Regions from separate parts of the Sus scrofa genome. Here region 2 is linked to region 1. Evidence: chromatin contacts called from public Hi-C data. All regions are on one chromosome and are shown on one strand. The core of a region is the stretch at or near the end of the contact, and the rest is flanking DNA. Distances in the headings are between cores, read along the strand shown. Region 1 has its middle 33 kb from the start of ATG101. Region 2 has its middle 13 kb from the start of KRT18.

The links. A called contact is a pair of places that touch in the nucleus more often than the background predicts.
Region 2: a contact with region 1 is called in a Hi-C map of retroperitoneal adipose tissue, with 2.6 times the contacts expected there. A contact is called at or near these places in 5 of 47 Hi-C or Micro-C datasets (alveolar macrophages, embryonic fibroblasts, mesenchymal stem cells and 2 more).

The regions. Positions count from the first base shown.
Region 1 is chr5:17,449,530-17,453,049 of Sscrofa11.1, forward strand. No RefSeq gene overlaps it. Among named protein-coding and RNA genes, the nearest start is that of ATG101, 33 kb to the left of the region's middle.
Region 2 is chr5:18,228,229-18,232,291 of Sscrofa11.1, forward strand. No RefSeq gene overlaps it. Among named protein-coding and RNA genes, the nearest start is that of KRT18, 13 kb to the left of the region's middle.

The DNA of each region.
Region 1 (3,520 bases), core at 577-3,076:
TCCCTGGGCTGCCTGTCACATCCCACCCCCAGTGGGTTGTTGGGGGACAAGGCCTCAGTAGAGTCGCAGAGCCCAAGTGCCCTTTGTGAGACCTGCCCACTGACTGTCACAACCTGTCACCCAGACCTCAAGGATCTGGGCTCCGACCCCAGGCAGGCCCACTAAGGCATTGCCTGCAGATGCCATGTCTCTCTCGCTAAGAGTGATAGCAAGCCTGCATTTGGTTCAGCGGTGAATGATTCTCTTTTCTTTTTGGCTTTTTTTTTTTTTTTTTTTTTGTCTTTTTAGGGCTGTACCCGTGGCATATGGAAGTTCCCAGGCTAGGGGTCAAATTGGAGCTGTTGCCACTGGCCTACACCACAGCCACAGCAACATCAGATTCGAGTCGTGCCTGCGAACTATACCACAGCTCACGGAAATGCTGGATCCCTGACCCATGGAGCGAGGCCAGGGATCGAACCCGCCTCCTGATGGATCCTAGTCGGATTTGTTTGTTACTCCCGAACCATGACGGGAACTCCACGATGCTCTTTTCTCTCAGGGGAGCAGACAGACCTGGATTTGAGAATGAGCTCCGCCACCTACTGCCACCAAGCCTTTCTGGCAAGTTTTGTTGTGTCTCTGAGCCTCAGTTTCCCCTTCTGTGAAATGGGTCCAGTGTGCCATCCTGGCAGGGTTTCTGCAAGGGTGAGGCAATGAGTGAAAAGCCTTACTGGGAACAGCCATCTCTCCGCTAGGAACCTAGCCTCAGGGGAGGATGCTTGGTTGAACCCAGCACCCAGGGACAAAAGATAATGGCTTTTCCATAGAGTTCCTGGGTTCACTGGTAATAGTCGGGCTATCCATGCGCCACGAATCAGAGACTCAAAATAACAGTGACTGAAACAGATGGAACCGGTTTTCTGCCCCATCTCATCCTGGCAGGAGCACTCCAGGCCTGGCACAGCAGCTGTACAGAATCGGGTCTCCCACTTTTTCTGGCTTGTGTCTCCACAGGCTGACGGGAGAGCTCCATCCAAACTGACCTGCCACCACCATCACCCCTGGCTTCCAGCCACAGCGGGAGGGGACGAGGCGGGGAGACGGCATGCCCCAGGGTGGAGGGTGAACTCAGGACCCCCTTTCACATCTATGAGGTCTGCCTCAGTTGCATGGCTGTGCCCAGCTGCCCGGTCCTGGGAAACACTAGGGCGTCCATGTGCCCAATGACCAGTCAGGGCTCCTTGGCTGCTACAGAAGGGAGAGCAGACATGGAGGGCAGAGGAAAGGCTGCCTCACTGGGCAAGGACATAGGAGGCCATGGTCCCAACCATCTAACTACCCCCTCAAGCTCAGCTGTGTGGGGGGAGGGCATTGAGCCCAGAGCAGCAGGGCAGACACGGAGGGGCTGGACCTTGCTCTTGGGAAATAACCCTTTTTCACAAACCAAAGCCAGTGGAGGGTGTTTAGGGCACAGCTTTGAAGGGCCGAGCTGTCCATCCAGGCCTGGCTCCCTGCATTCTGGCCCTTTCATGGGGGAGTCTGTCCTTGGACCACGCTGGTCTCTCTCCTGGAAGACTTTCCCTCCCCAAGTGTCACTCAGGGCGCTGCCCTTGGCGTTGGCCAATAGTCACATGAAATACACTTTCCTTTTGCTGCAAAAGTGGCTTTTCAGGACATAGTCAGTGGGTCACCTCACTCAGTGTTCCCTCTACCAAGGACCGTGTGAGGAATTTCCACTAGAGTTAATCGTAGGAGGAAAACTTGGTTCCCATGGAGAACAGAGGCTGCTTCCTGCAGATAGTAACTGATCAGATTTCCTCTTCCGCCCTGGCTGCCAGGAGGCTTAATCACAGCATCTGTGGCCCCTGGGTCAGCCTTGCACAATCTCTTCTTCCTGTGGGCCCAGCATTTTAGTTCTTTGCATTGGTCTTACTGTTATGTCTTTAATACACATTGCCTCTCATATTCTCTTTAGAAAGAAGCAGGCGATCACAGAGAGAAAACTAGGAGTAAAAGAGAAAACCAGGCCCTCTTGATCAGGAAGGAAACTAAACTGGTGGCTACGAGGGATAGTTGCCTTGCTGTACCCGTGTGGCCGTGTTGACTCGAGTTTCCCAGCACCTGGGGCAGAAAGAGGGTGATTACAAGGCTGACCTCAGAAAGAAGGAAGCAGTTGGAGTTCCCACTGTGGTGCAATGTGATGGTGGTGTCTCTGCAGCGCTGGGAGGCAGGTTCAATCCTGCACAGTGGGTTAAAGGATCCAGAGTTGCCACCACTGTGGCATAGGTCTCAACTGTGGATTGGATCTGATCCTTGGCCTGGGACCTCCATATGCCATGGGGAAACCCAAAATGAAAAGAAAGAAAGAGGCAAAGCAGTGTTTCTAGAGAAGCAAAGCAGGGAGCCCTTAGCTGATTGGAGAGGCTCCTGTAATGATTCAGGGGACTGGCAGTAATTTGGGCACTGATCTCAGCTCCACCGCTTAGAAGCTGTGTGGCCCTGGGTGAGTCACTTAACCTCTCTGTGCCTTAGCATAGTGATAATAACTGCTGGCTTGTGGCTGTATCGCTTTGGTCTCTGCTCTTTTTTTTTTTTTTTTTTTTTTTTTTTGACTACCCTGCAACATATGGAGTTCCTGGACCAGGGATCAGCTCTGAGCTGCTGTTGTGACCTATGTTGCACCTGTGGCAAGGCCAAATCCTTAACCCACTGTGCTGCGCCGGGGATTGAACCTGCGTCCCAGTGCTCCAGAGACACTGCCAATCCGGTTGGAATCCGGTTGCACAAAGTGGGAACTCCCCAAGCCCTTTCTGTGTGAATACAAGTGACTTTAGGAGTTCTGAAATCTGATGCTCTGACAGACAGCTTCGAATAGTCCCTGCATCCTCATGGATACTACTCAGGTTCCTTACCACTGAGCCATGGAAACTCCTGAGTTTCAAGAATTAATGCATTTTAAAGAAAATGTTTCATGTCTGTAAAAAGTTATATACAAAGTTTAACACATTAGAAAGGGAACCTCCACACTTACCTACCCCCTCCTAAAGAAAAGAATGTTGCCAATATCCTGCCTGATGGCCCCTCACAGGCATATGCCCCAGTCAGGTCTCTCTTTCCTTACCAAACTCCAGAAGCCCAGACAATTTAACAGTGCTCGGGAACGCTATGCAGTTGTCTGTCAGGTTGCGACTGCAGCTCAGATAGGATCCCTGGTCCAGGAATTGCATATGCTGTGTAATAGCCAAAAAAGAAAAAAAAGAAGAAGAAGAAAAAAAAAAGGCTTGGGATCCCTGAAGAAATAAGTGGGGTTTTTTTTGTCTTTTTTTTTTTGGGTCTTTTCTAGGGCCACACCCGCAGCATATGGAGATTCCCAGGGTAGGGGTCGAATCGGAGCTGGAGCTGCCGGCTAAGAAATAACGTTTTAGGGAGACTGACCTACAGCAAGCTGTCTCCTGGTTGGCAGTGAGAAATACAACACTACCTGCTGTATCACTAAATAAAGGATGCCACAGTCAGCGACGGCAGCACCTCCCATGGT
Region 2 (4,063 bases), core at 1,158-3,657, 780 kb after region 1:
CTCAGCGGGTTAAGAACCGGATCAGAATCCATGAGGATTTGGGTTCAATCCCTGGCGTCACTCAGGGTGTTAAGGGTCTGGAGTTGCTGTGGCTGCAGTGCAGGCCTCAGCTGCCACTCCAATTTGACCCTAGCCTGGGAATTTCCACACACCACATGGCAGTCGTTAAAAAAAAAGAAAGAAAGAAAAATAAATGGACATCACCAAATGCACGTGTGGAGAAACTGGAACGTTCATACATTGCTGTTGGCACAGCCACTCTGAAATACAATTGGGTGAGTTCCTTAAAAATCTAAGCTTAGGAGTTCCCTTTGTGGCTCAGTGGAAACGAATTTGACTAGCATCCGTGAGGACGCAGGTTTGCTCCCTGGCCTCGCCCAGTGGGTTAAGGATCTGGCAATGCCGTGAGCTGTGGTGTAGGTCACAGACATGACTCAGATCGGGCATTGCTGTGGCTGTGGTGTAGGCTGGCAGCTACAGCTAAAACTTGACTCCAGGCCTGGGAACTTCAACATGCCACGTGTGCAGCCCTAAAAAGCAAAAAAAAAAAAAAAAAAAAATTTAAGCTTACAACTCAGCATTTGCACTCCTGGGCATTGATCTTAAAGAAATAAAAACTTTATCTTCACACAAGTCTTAAAATAGCTAAAAACTAGAGACAATACAGATGTCCTTCTCAGGTGAATGGTTAAACTGGGGTACCACATCTATATGGTGGGATAATTCTCAGCTCTAAAGAAGATATTTGCAACAGCTCAGATGAGTCTTCAGGGAATTATGCTAAGTGAGAAAAGCCCGTTCCAAAAGGTTACACGTTGTAGGTTTCCATTCTTGAAATGACACAATTGCAGAAATGGAGAACAGCTTAGCGAGTGCCCCCCACCCCCTGCGCCTGGGGGGTATTAAGGAGGAAATGGGGCCAGAGGGAAATGAGTGTGGCCATACAAGGACAACACCTGAGATCCTTGTAGTGATGGAAACGTCTTGTGTCTTCACATTATCAATGTCAACATCTTGTTTGTGACAAAGTACGATAGTTTTGCAAGATGCTACCCTTGGGGGAAACTGGGTGAAGAGTACATGGGATTTCTCTGTGTTATTTCTGACAGCTCCATGTGTCTACAATTATGTCGAAAGGTTTAATTTAAAAAAAATGGGTATATAAAAGGTTTTGCATTTATTTTTTTCCAAAAAACAAAGGTATTTAAGGTTGCTTTTTATTTTATTTTTTGCTTTTTAGGGCTGCACCTGTGGCATATGAAATTCACCCAGGCTAGGGATGGTATCAAAGCTGCAGCTACACCACAGCCACAGCAAAGCTGGATGGACCCCCTTAACCCACGAAGCAGAGTTCAAACCCACGAAGCAGAGTTCAAACTCACGTCCTCATGGATAAAATAGTCGGGTTCATTACTGCTGAGCCACATCGGGAACTCCTAAGGTTGTTTTTTTGGTTTTGGGGGCTTTTTTTTTTTTTTTGTCTTTTTGCCTTTTTGCCTTTCCTAGGGCCGCTCCCGCGGCATATGGAGGTTCCCAGGCTAGGGGTCGAATCAGAGCTGTAGCCCCTGGCCTACACCACAGCTCACAGCAACACCGGATCCTTAATCCACTAAGCAAGGCCAGGGATCGAACCCTCAACCTCTTGGTTCCTAGTCGGATTTGTTAACTGCTGAGCCACAATGGGAACTCCAAGTTTGCTTTTTAATAGTCAATCTTTACCCTAAATTTATAGGGCGGGCCACACACGTACACCCAAGATTTTTCCCTTGAGTGTTAGGAGAATGCTCCCCCATCTTAGCTTAGGAGACTCAGGTTGGTTGCAGGTGCTCCGGGAATCACCCTGTGCTCCCAGGAATCCCAGGACAAACTGGAAACCAGGCGACTCTCCCAGCTGGGGGACGTTGGGGAAGTGGCGGTCAGAGGGCGCGGGAAGCCCAGCCCAGGGGTGCGAACCCAGACTGGGCTGGGGCCATGGGACAGGCGGACAGCCCTGAGCCCTCGGAGCTGGGGACACCCAGGCGCCCGCCGCTGACTCTACTCGGGGTGAAGGGCACCAGGGCCCCGGGGAAGGCAGAGAAGACAAAAGGCAGCGGGCCGCCGGAATGCGGCTTCCCCACGCGGATTGCTCGGGAAAGGAGCCGAAAGTAGGGTCCGGCCGAGCCAAGAAACGGCTACCCGCCCCCTCCCGCTCCAGAGAGTCCTTTAAGAATTTTTAAAATCTAGGGTCCCTCTCGCCGCCCACCAGTCCCCATACCCCGCGATCCTCGCAGTCCTGGGCTCTGACGCCTTCTCTCCGTCCCTCCCTGCACCCCCCTGCGTTCCCACCTTGGCTGCGGCTCTAAGGGGACTCCCACCCCGACACAAAGCTTCCTTTTGTTCTTCCAGTTCCTTTTTGCCCCTCAGCCCCGCCCACGAGCACTGCGGCCTCGGGGGAGGCCTTGCTGCAGTCATGTTTGAGCAGCGCTCTGCAGGTGTAAACCTAGGGAGATAGGACAGAAAGACCCAGGGACCCAGAAGCAGCCCTCTCGCTGGTCTACGAAGCTTGAAACCCTAGGAGAACTCTTCACGGGCAGGTTCTTTACCTGTCAATGCCTTAGTTTCCCTGTTCCTAAAATAGGATCTTTAATCTTTGTTCCTAAAATAAGGACTTTATCTTGGAGTTCCCATGGTCTAAGGAGGAACCATGAGGTTTTGGGTTCACTGGCCTCACTCAGTGGGTTAAGGATCTGGTGTTGCGGTGAGCTGTGGTGTAGGTCGCAGACGCGGCTCAGATCCTGCGTTGCTGTGGCTGTGGTGTAGGCTGGTGGCTGTAGCTCGGGTTAGACCCCTAGCCTGGCAACTTCCATATGCCTCGGATCCGGCCCTTAAAAGCAAAAAAAAGGGGGACTTTATCTTTAATAGTGCGTGCTGGGGGAGGGGGTTACCTGAATTAACACATGTAAAGTTTTGTGGGGTTTTTTTGGGTTTTTTTTTTGTCTTTTTTGCTCCCTCGGCATACGGAGGTTCCCAGGCTAGGGGTCGAATCGGATGGAGCTGTAGCCACTGGCCTACGCCACAGCCACAGCAACTCAGGATCCGAGCCGCGTCTGCGACTTACACCACAGCTCACGGCAACGCCGGATCCTTAACCCACTGAGCAAGGCCAGGGATCGAACCTGCAACCTCATGGTTCCTAGTCGGATTCGTTAACCACTGAGCCACGATGGGAACGCCACATGTAAAGCCTTTCTTTTTTTTTTTTTTTAACTTTTTAGTCTAGCCCACAGTAAGTGCTAAGTGCTGTGTAAGTCTTGATATTATCATAAGCAGTTGAGTACCAGAATCCCTATGTCATTTTCCCAGGTTCCACGACTGCACCTGTGCCTTCCCTCTCTGGAAGGCCTGTCACAAGCTGGTTATGCCCACTGGTCACTGGGAATGATAAAATGGTGCCCAGACACCCCCACTGCCACCCAGCAAGTCCCCTTACCCTCACCTGGGCCCAGGTGCCTCTCCTTGGTGAAGCAGGGTAAACTGAGGGACACTCTGGCCCCACTCGGACTGGGTGACCCGTCAAAGAGTGAAAGTTGGGAAGCTCTAAACCCCGAATCCAGGAGTTCCCGTCATGGCTCAGAGGAAACCCATCTGACTAGCATCCATGAGGACACAAGTTCAATCCCTGGCCTCACTCAGTGGGTTAAGGCTCCAGCGTTGCGGCGAACTATGGTGTAGATCACAGATGTGGCTCAGATCCTGCGTTGCTGTGGCTGTGGTGTAGGGCAGCAGCCACAGCTCTGATTGGACCCCTAGCTTTGGAACCTCCATATGCCTCAGGTGCAGCCCTAAAAAGACAAAAAAAAATTAAATAAGTAAACTCCGAGGCCTTGTCCCAGCCCTGTCGCTACTTTCATGAGCTTGAGTCTGCCACCCTCTGGGCCTTAGTTTTTTCATGAGTGCAATAAAGATACTGCTTTCTCGAGCACACATTTATCAGGTGTAAGACGGTGATCTGGCCTGCCCTAACCACTTTAAGTGTTGTTATAAGGATTATCTTAATTCGGGTGAGTCATGAAGTTCTTTATAG